2 separate regions of the Mus musculus genome follow, and region 2 is linked to region 1. A link is a contact called in public Hi-C data. All regions are on one chromosome and are shown on one strand. The core of a region is the stretch at or near the end of the contact, and the rest is flanking DNA. Distances in the headings are between cores, read along the strand shown. Region 1 has its middle 83 kb from the start of Gm11418. Region 2 has its middle 58 kb from the start of 5530401A14Rik.

Evidence for each region. Hi-C and Micro-C count contacts between places; a contact is called where the count stands out from the background.
Region 2: a Hi-C map of cerebral cortex shows a contact between it and region 1, with 1.8 times the contacts expected there. The contact joins two enhancer-like sites. A contact is called at or near these places in 2 of 484 Hi-C or Micro-C datasets (cerebral cortex and nephron progenitors) and 1 of 9 other capture datasets (embryonic stem cells).

The regions. Positions count from the first base shown.
Region 1 is chr11:81,668,859-81,672,085 of GRCm38.p6, reverse strand. It overlaps a transcript of Asic2 not described here. Among named protein-coding and RNA genes, the nearest start is that of Gm11418, 83 kb to the right of the region's middle. Within about 2 kb of position 1,510, at least 7 of the 459 cell types and tissues checked have an H3K27ac peak or open chromatin away from gene starts, as enhancers often do. A contact at or near this core is called in cerebral cortex, where this site is marked.
Region 2 is chr11:81,801,198-81,804,224 of GRCm38.p6, reverse strand. It overlaps a transcript of Asic2 not described here. Among named protein-coding and RNA genes, the nearest start is that of 5530401A14Rik, 58 kb to the left of the region's middle. Within about 2 kb of position 1,339, at least 14 of the 459 cell types and tissues checked have an H3K27ac peak or open chromatin away from gene starts, as enhancers often do. A contact at or near this core is called in cerebral cortex, where this site is marked.

The sequences.
Region 1 (3,227 bases), core at 261-2,760:
TAGGCACTGTGATTCATCCCAAACTAGAGCAAATACATTGCAGAGGTCTTTCTAGGAAAAACAAAACAACAACAACAAAAACAACAAAACTGGAATGGCAGGTGAAGGGAGGGGCAGGAGATGGGAATGGCACCAAGTAATGTCTACTTGGTAGTGATTGTAACAGCACCATCTAGAGGTAGCTTGTCTTTCTTGTCTTAGCTCTTCTGACTATAGGTTAGATCACACCTTCTTGTGGGACATCCTATGTATAGGGGCAGCATATTTAGCAGCACTTCAAACTTGACCTATAAGATCTCTCCAACCTCACCTTAGTTGTGATTGTGTACCTCCTGGAAATTACCAAATGACTCCTACAGTATTCTGGTTGCATGTACTTTAGAGCCACAGTGAACTTAAAATCCCAGCTTGCAATTCACTATACAAATAGCCTAAGATGTCTTCTAGACCAAGTATTTGGTTCTGTAAAAGGAAGCCATAATGTCTGCTTTATACAGTTGTTATGGGATGCCAGTGATATGATAATGCAAACAGTTTGTTAATAATATAAGCTAATTGGTTTAGGTGAAGAGTCTAGGTTGCATTTTTAATCATTAGAATAGTCTATTTTATAGTAGAATATTACTATTCACAGTTGGAAGATTATATTCTTCCAAAGTGGCTGCAATAATTCCAACTCTACCAGATCTTCTCAAAATCTTATTTTCTCAGCCCTTAAATCCAAAGGACATTTGTGACTTCCTTGAAGACAATGGAGTGGAGGGGTCTACATACCCTCAGAGGCTAGAGTGAGACAGATGTAGCCTTTTCTCGCATTCAGTGTTTTAAGTCAATATATAGATGTGTTGTTCCAACCCTGAGTTCAGCCTACACACCAGACATGAAGTTGAAGGAGGTTTCTGATGGTGCCACAGCCTTCAGGGTACCCTATTGATCAGAGGAGAGATTGGACAATCCTGCTGAGTCAGGCCAAACTTTTGGATTCTTAAGCAAAATGAAGAGTTTAATTAAAAATATAAACAACAAGTAGTGTCGTGTTAAAAGATTTTACATTTATTTATTCATTTATACACATGTATGTGTGTGAGTATATGGGGATTGTGCCTCCTGTAACACATGCATGCTTCTCAAGGGTGGCTTTTCTCTTCTTGCCAAGCAGGTCTTAGGGATCAAATTGAGGTCCTCGGGCTTGATAGTATATATGCTTTTATCCATCTAGTGAGCTTACCAGCTTGTGCTGCATTGTCACTAGGTTTTAGATGAGCTTCCCAGACATAAATAAATAGCTATGCCAACCCCCTCAACAGACTGGAAACTGACTGAGGCCCACGGAGTTTCTAGAGACTGTGAGGATCTAGGCTAAAATCTGAACCAAGGATTTACTGTCTCCAAAATTGCCTTTGCATTCCTTTGATGATTCTTCTTCCTGAGAGGGAAGCCATTGCTAAGTAGGCAGCCACACCCATCTAAGCTGTGCGCTGCCTCCTCACTCTGAATTCAGCACAGCTGAAGGCGGGGGAAGAGCAAGACATGAACAAGGAGAGAGAGAGAGACTCAGAGATCCTGAGGCTGCAGAGATCCCCACCCACCCCAAATAAAACCTAGAAATACAAAGAGGCAGATCACACCAGGCAAGCATCAAAAGGACACATGAGCACTTTAGGGATGGATGCTCTTTGGGGAAGGGTGCCCTGACCAGCTGCCCACAATGCCGGACAGTTTCTGAGAAACTCTGTGCCCAGAGCCCAGTGACATCAGTTCCTCTGGGAGGTGATGCGGGCATCACTATTCTTAAAGCTTCTGGTGTAGTCTGCTCTGTAGCCTAGTTGGAGCATCCTCCACTGGGGAGGGGAGGGTGGCAAGGAGGCTGCCCTTGGGCCAGCATCAGCTCAGCAGCTGATGTCGAGGGCACAGGTTTGCAGAGCCTGCAGAAAGATTATCAGAAGTTGATGTTTCTGATTTGCTTTATGACTCTGTGAGGTGAATTAAAAATCAAGCCTCGTCTAGCTTCAAGTGAAGATGAAGATTCAGCAAATTCAGAGACTGGTTAAAGGCTTCATTAATATACTCTGCCAGGGATGTCATTCAATGCCCTGGCATGAGTGTAGGCCATTGGGAGTTTTGCCTCTGGTGCAAAAGGGTGGTCTGAAGGGAGAAACTGCCCCTCTCTAACTCGTGGATAGAGAACATGAATGGCTATTCCCTTTAATACTATAAAGAAGTGGTAGGAGAAAATTCTTTATCAATGGAAATGATTGGAATATTGACGGGGTTAAGCAGATACACAACATACCACCACAGGTTGGGCACAAAAAGTGTGGATTTCACTCATTTCCCTCCCTCCGTGATCTCTGACTTTTATTATCCATCTCCTTTCCCCCTCTACTTTTTAAAAAAACACTTCCATGTTTTGGAACATTTGGAAATAGGAGCAGGTGCCTTGGAAAGCAGCCTATTGAAGTGCATCAAAGAACCCTCTCCATCTGCCCACGTACCTTCAGCTCTGTCCTTTGGGGAGCTCCAACTCAGGAGGTAACTCCTCCATCACCTGCTCTGAAAGTCATCCCTCATTTCCTCCATCTGTGTGGGAGCCCTCTCCACTCTGTTCCCACAGCCATATGTAATAACATTCTCCCCAGTGTGATAATGCTTCCCTTGAAATACGTTCTTCTCCGTGCAATAGCATCCTTTGGACTTTGGTAGCCTTATCCATCTCTATTTTTCACAATAGAAGATGACCCTAGCCCTGGACCTGTCATTCTGTAAGCACTGAATGTGAAGTCTATAGAATGAATAATTTAGTAGACCAGACACATAGCTCCTTTGCAAGCCTCAGTTTCCACTTCTGTAAGTAAGATGAAGAAGCATTGTAAGGGCAATGCTGTTCTGCGTGATCTCTCTATAGAGCTGAAAAGAGCAGAGGGGAAAGTCAACCCAAACAGTTAATAAACTAAAGAAATGACAACATGTATGCCGGGGCATAGATGAACATGATATTTATAGGATCATATCAGCATACCAAAGACATTAGCACAGAGATGTGTCTGATGTGTTTATGTGTATCTGTGTGAGTTCCCTTAAAATTCTCATAGAAGCCCATGAGTGATTAATATTACCATGCTGTACCCTCGTCCCTATATCTGCGATCCTAAAGACTCCCTCCCACCCACTTTGGCTTAGTCAGCAGGTTGTAGAATTTTTCAGAATGACACCACCTTCCATTTGCA
Region 2 (3,027 bases), core at 90-2,589, 130 kb before region 1:
TTGATAAAGTTTTCTGTCATCCTCATGAAGAACAGCACAGAAACCCACAAACTGCTGCTTGCAAGAGTTGGTATGTGAGTGTGTATCTGTGTGTGCGTGCATATATGTACATGTTCATGTGTGCATCCACGTGTGTGAGTGTGTAAGTGCATGTTCACACATGTGTGAGAAGTATATTCCTTCAGGCTTTGCACTGCCCAGAGCCCTTCCCCCAATGAAGAAGGGGCCAGACTTAGGACAGAGGTCTCTAGGCATCTTGGTGCCTTTTCTGATTTGGACTAGGTGGGTCACTGTGCCAACAACCTCACAAACAAAAGCAGAAGGGCGGCATGGCTTGCTGCCTCATGAAATCTTTTCAACTGACTCCCTTGTTTGCTGTGGATCCAGTCTGCTTGAGCTCTGTGTGCTGCCGGGCATCCTTTGAGAAGTCTGCATATTGCAAAGCATCCTGCAGGGAAGCAGGAATGAAAGACAGTAGAGTGGGGTGGGCCCCAAGACAGCAGTCAGCAGGAGTGAGGCAGGACACCTGGATTTGTTCTGAGCATTGTGGCACCATGCTGGAGAGGGTTTCTGGCCCACTCTTTTAGAAAGGACACCACCTGGGGTCAAGAAAAGAGCAGGCAGCTTGGAGTCCTTTTCCAGCATCCTCTCTGTTTGCACAGGAACTGGCCTTGAGGAACACCCACAAGGGCCATGACAATTCCTGTCCAAGTTAGCCTTAATTCTCCCAGAGTCTGCTTTAGGTATCATTTAGGGTCACTGGTCCTCAAATCACAGTGGAGGCTGCTGGGTCCTATGGGGGCAATCTCTGGTTCATGCTGTAATTCATTTGACAGCATCATTCATTCATTAGCTCATTCATTTCTTTGGACAGACATAGTGATAGTTGACTGTTGTAGAAAATGAGGATTTAGTACTTGTTATCAATAGGGAAACACAGGCTCTAAGACACATGTACACTAGTCTGAAGCTCTCTCCAAACCACAGGGCTAAACTTAAATTATAAAGCCCAAACTGTCAGACTTATTTTATGTCCCTTAGATCTGCAGATTGTTTCTCAAGTGGCTGTACTCTGCATCATCCTGGAACTGTTATATAAATAAATGCAGGTGTTTGAGCTACATTCTAGAACGAGGCACTATTTTTAGTAGGGGGACCCTGGGATCTGTATATTAAAAAGCTTAACCCTACCTCCCCTGCTTCCAACTGAGGCTGCCCATGCCTCCCTTAGCCCAAGAAGGAGCTTAGCTCCCTGTGGGGCAGCCTGGTTCCATACTGTTGACTTAGCTACATGCCTGAGTCCTCTTGCCAGATTTCATCCAGACAGGTTGTGCTGTGGGTTTTATTGCTTGTTTTATGGCTGGAGTTTGCTGTCTTGCCATATGGTGAGTCCCTGTAAGGCACTGAAGGAGCAGAGCCATGTGCAGGCAGATGGGCACTTCCTGGGCCAGAAGTGCCAAGCCACCTAGCTGACGAGTCTGCCCCACCTCCAGTTGCTAGCTGGAAAAGAGACTGAAGTGTTCTGGGCTAAATACTGAGGTAGACCATTAAAGCCCTGTATCCTAGGCCAGGGAGATGGCTCAGTCAGAAAAAAGCTTGCATCAAAAGCACAAAGACTCAGGTTGGAACCCACATAGAAAGGCAAGCATGGTGGAACAGGCTTGTAAAACCACCTCTGGGAAAAGTGAGACAGGGGAACCCATGATGCTCACTGGCTAGCCTAGCCTACTTAGCAAGCTCTAACCTCGGGAGAGACTCTTAAAAAATCTGAGGTGAATGGTACCTGAGGAAGGACATCTGAAGTTGATCCCTGGCCTCTGTGGATGCTCTGATATTCGTGGTGTGTGTGTGTGTGTGTGTGTGTGTGTGTGTGTGTGTGTATGCGCGCGCGCACGAGCGCTCACATGGGAGAGCGTGCACACACACACACACACACACACACACACACCACATAGCACATGCAGAGCACATATCCCAGTGCCCTGCTTCAGCCTGCTGAGCTTTCCATGAGCAGGATGATATAATTGCCTCAGCAGTCTGCTCTGAGCTCCCTCAGCTCTTATGGAGGCAGGAGCTGGGAAGCTAAAAACTGTGAACGGTGGATAGAGGTTTCCACTAGGATCTGTTGGAATAGACATGGGGACAAAGTGGGGGGGGGGCATCATTGTCGTCTTGGATGGTGAATGGGAAGGGAAAGTCACTGGGTTAATGTGGGTCAGACCTTCAACAAAGACAAAGTCACTAAACTTCAAGGGCAGGAAATCCTACCCATTTCTGAGTACGATGATAAAGGGGGAGCTTGAGTGAGTGGCACAAAGTGAGCTGCTACTGTGCATCTGACACATAGTGGGTCAGCAAGACACCACTGCTAATGGCAAGAGTCCTGGGATTATTAGCTGCAGGGGCTTCATTTCTACAACAGCAAAATGAGGATGATCTCAATAAAGTCTATGGAGCTGAGCCTGATGGCACAGGCTTGAGATCCCAGCAAAACAAGGCAGGAGAATTGCCTGTTTATGGCAAATTCAAGGCTTGCCTATGTGGTTTAGTGAGAGCCTACCTCAAAATTAAAAGTAAAAAGAGACCTAGAGATATAGCTCATGGGTAGATCGTTTGCTTAGTATGTGTGATGTCCTGGGTCCAATGTTTCATGACTCTAAATTTCATTAATAATTGGAAATGACTAGGTAAGAGATCTGGTCCTGTCACCTGCAAGATCAGGGCAAAAATATAACGTGAGCCTTTTGGTTCCAAAGTCATTAGGACTTCAACCAGGTCACAGTAAACACCGAACCAGGATTGTGACCTTCCGAGTGCAGGGAGCTGAGTGGCTGCAGTTTTACACACACTTTCTATCCTAGGCTCCTGGAGAGGGATTCAGGGGACAATGCCAGTGCTGGCCTTTTGGCCCTGGCAGCCTCTACCAAGTCTATTCATTAAGCATGAGTCACATTGGTGGAACTGTGAGTTACCCACTCAGCTGAGACATGTTAGAGGGAGAAACAGCTAGATCGAGGCTACATATTA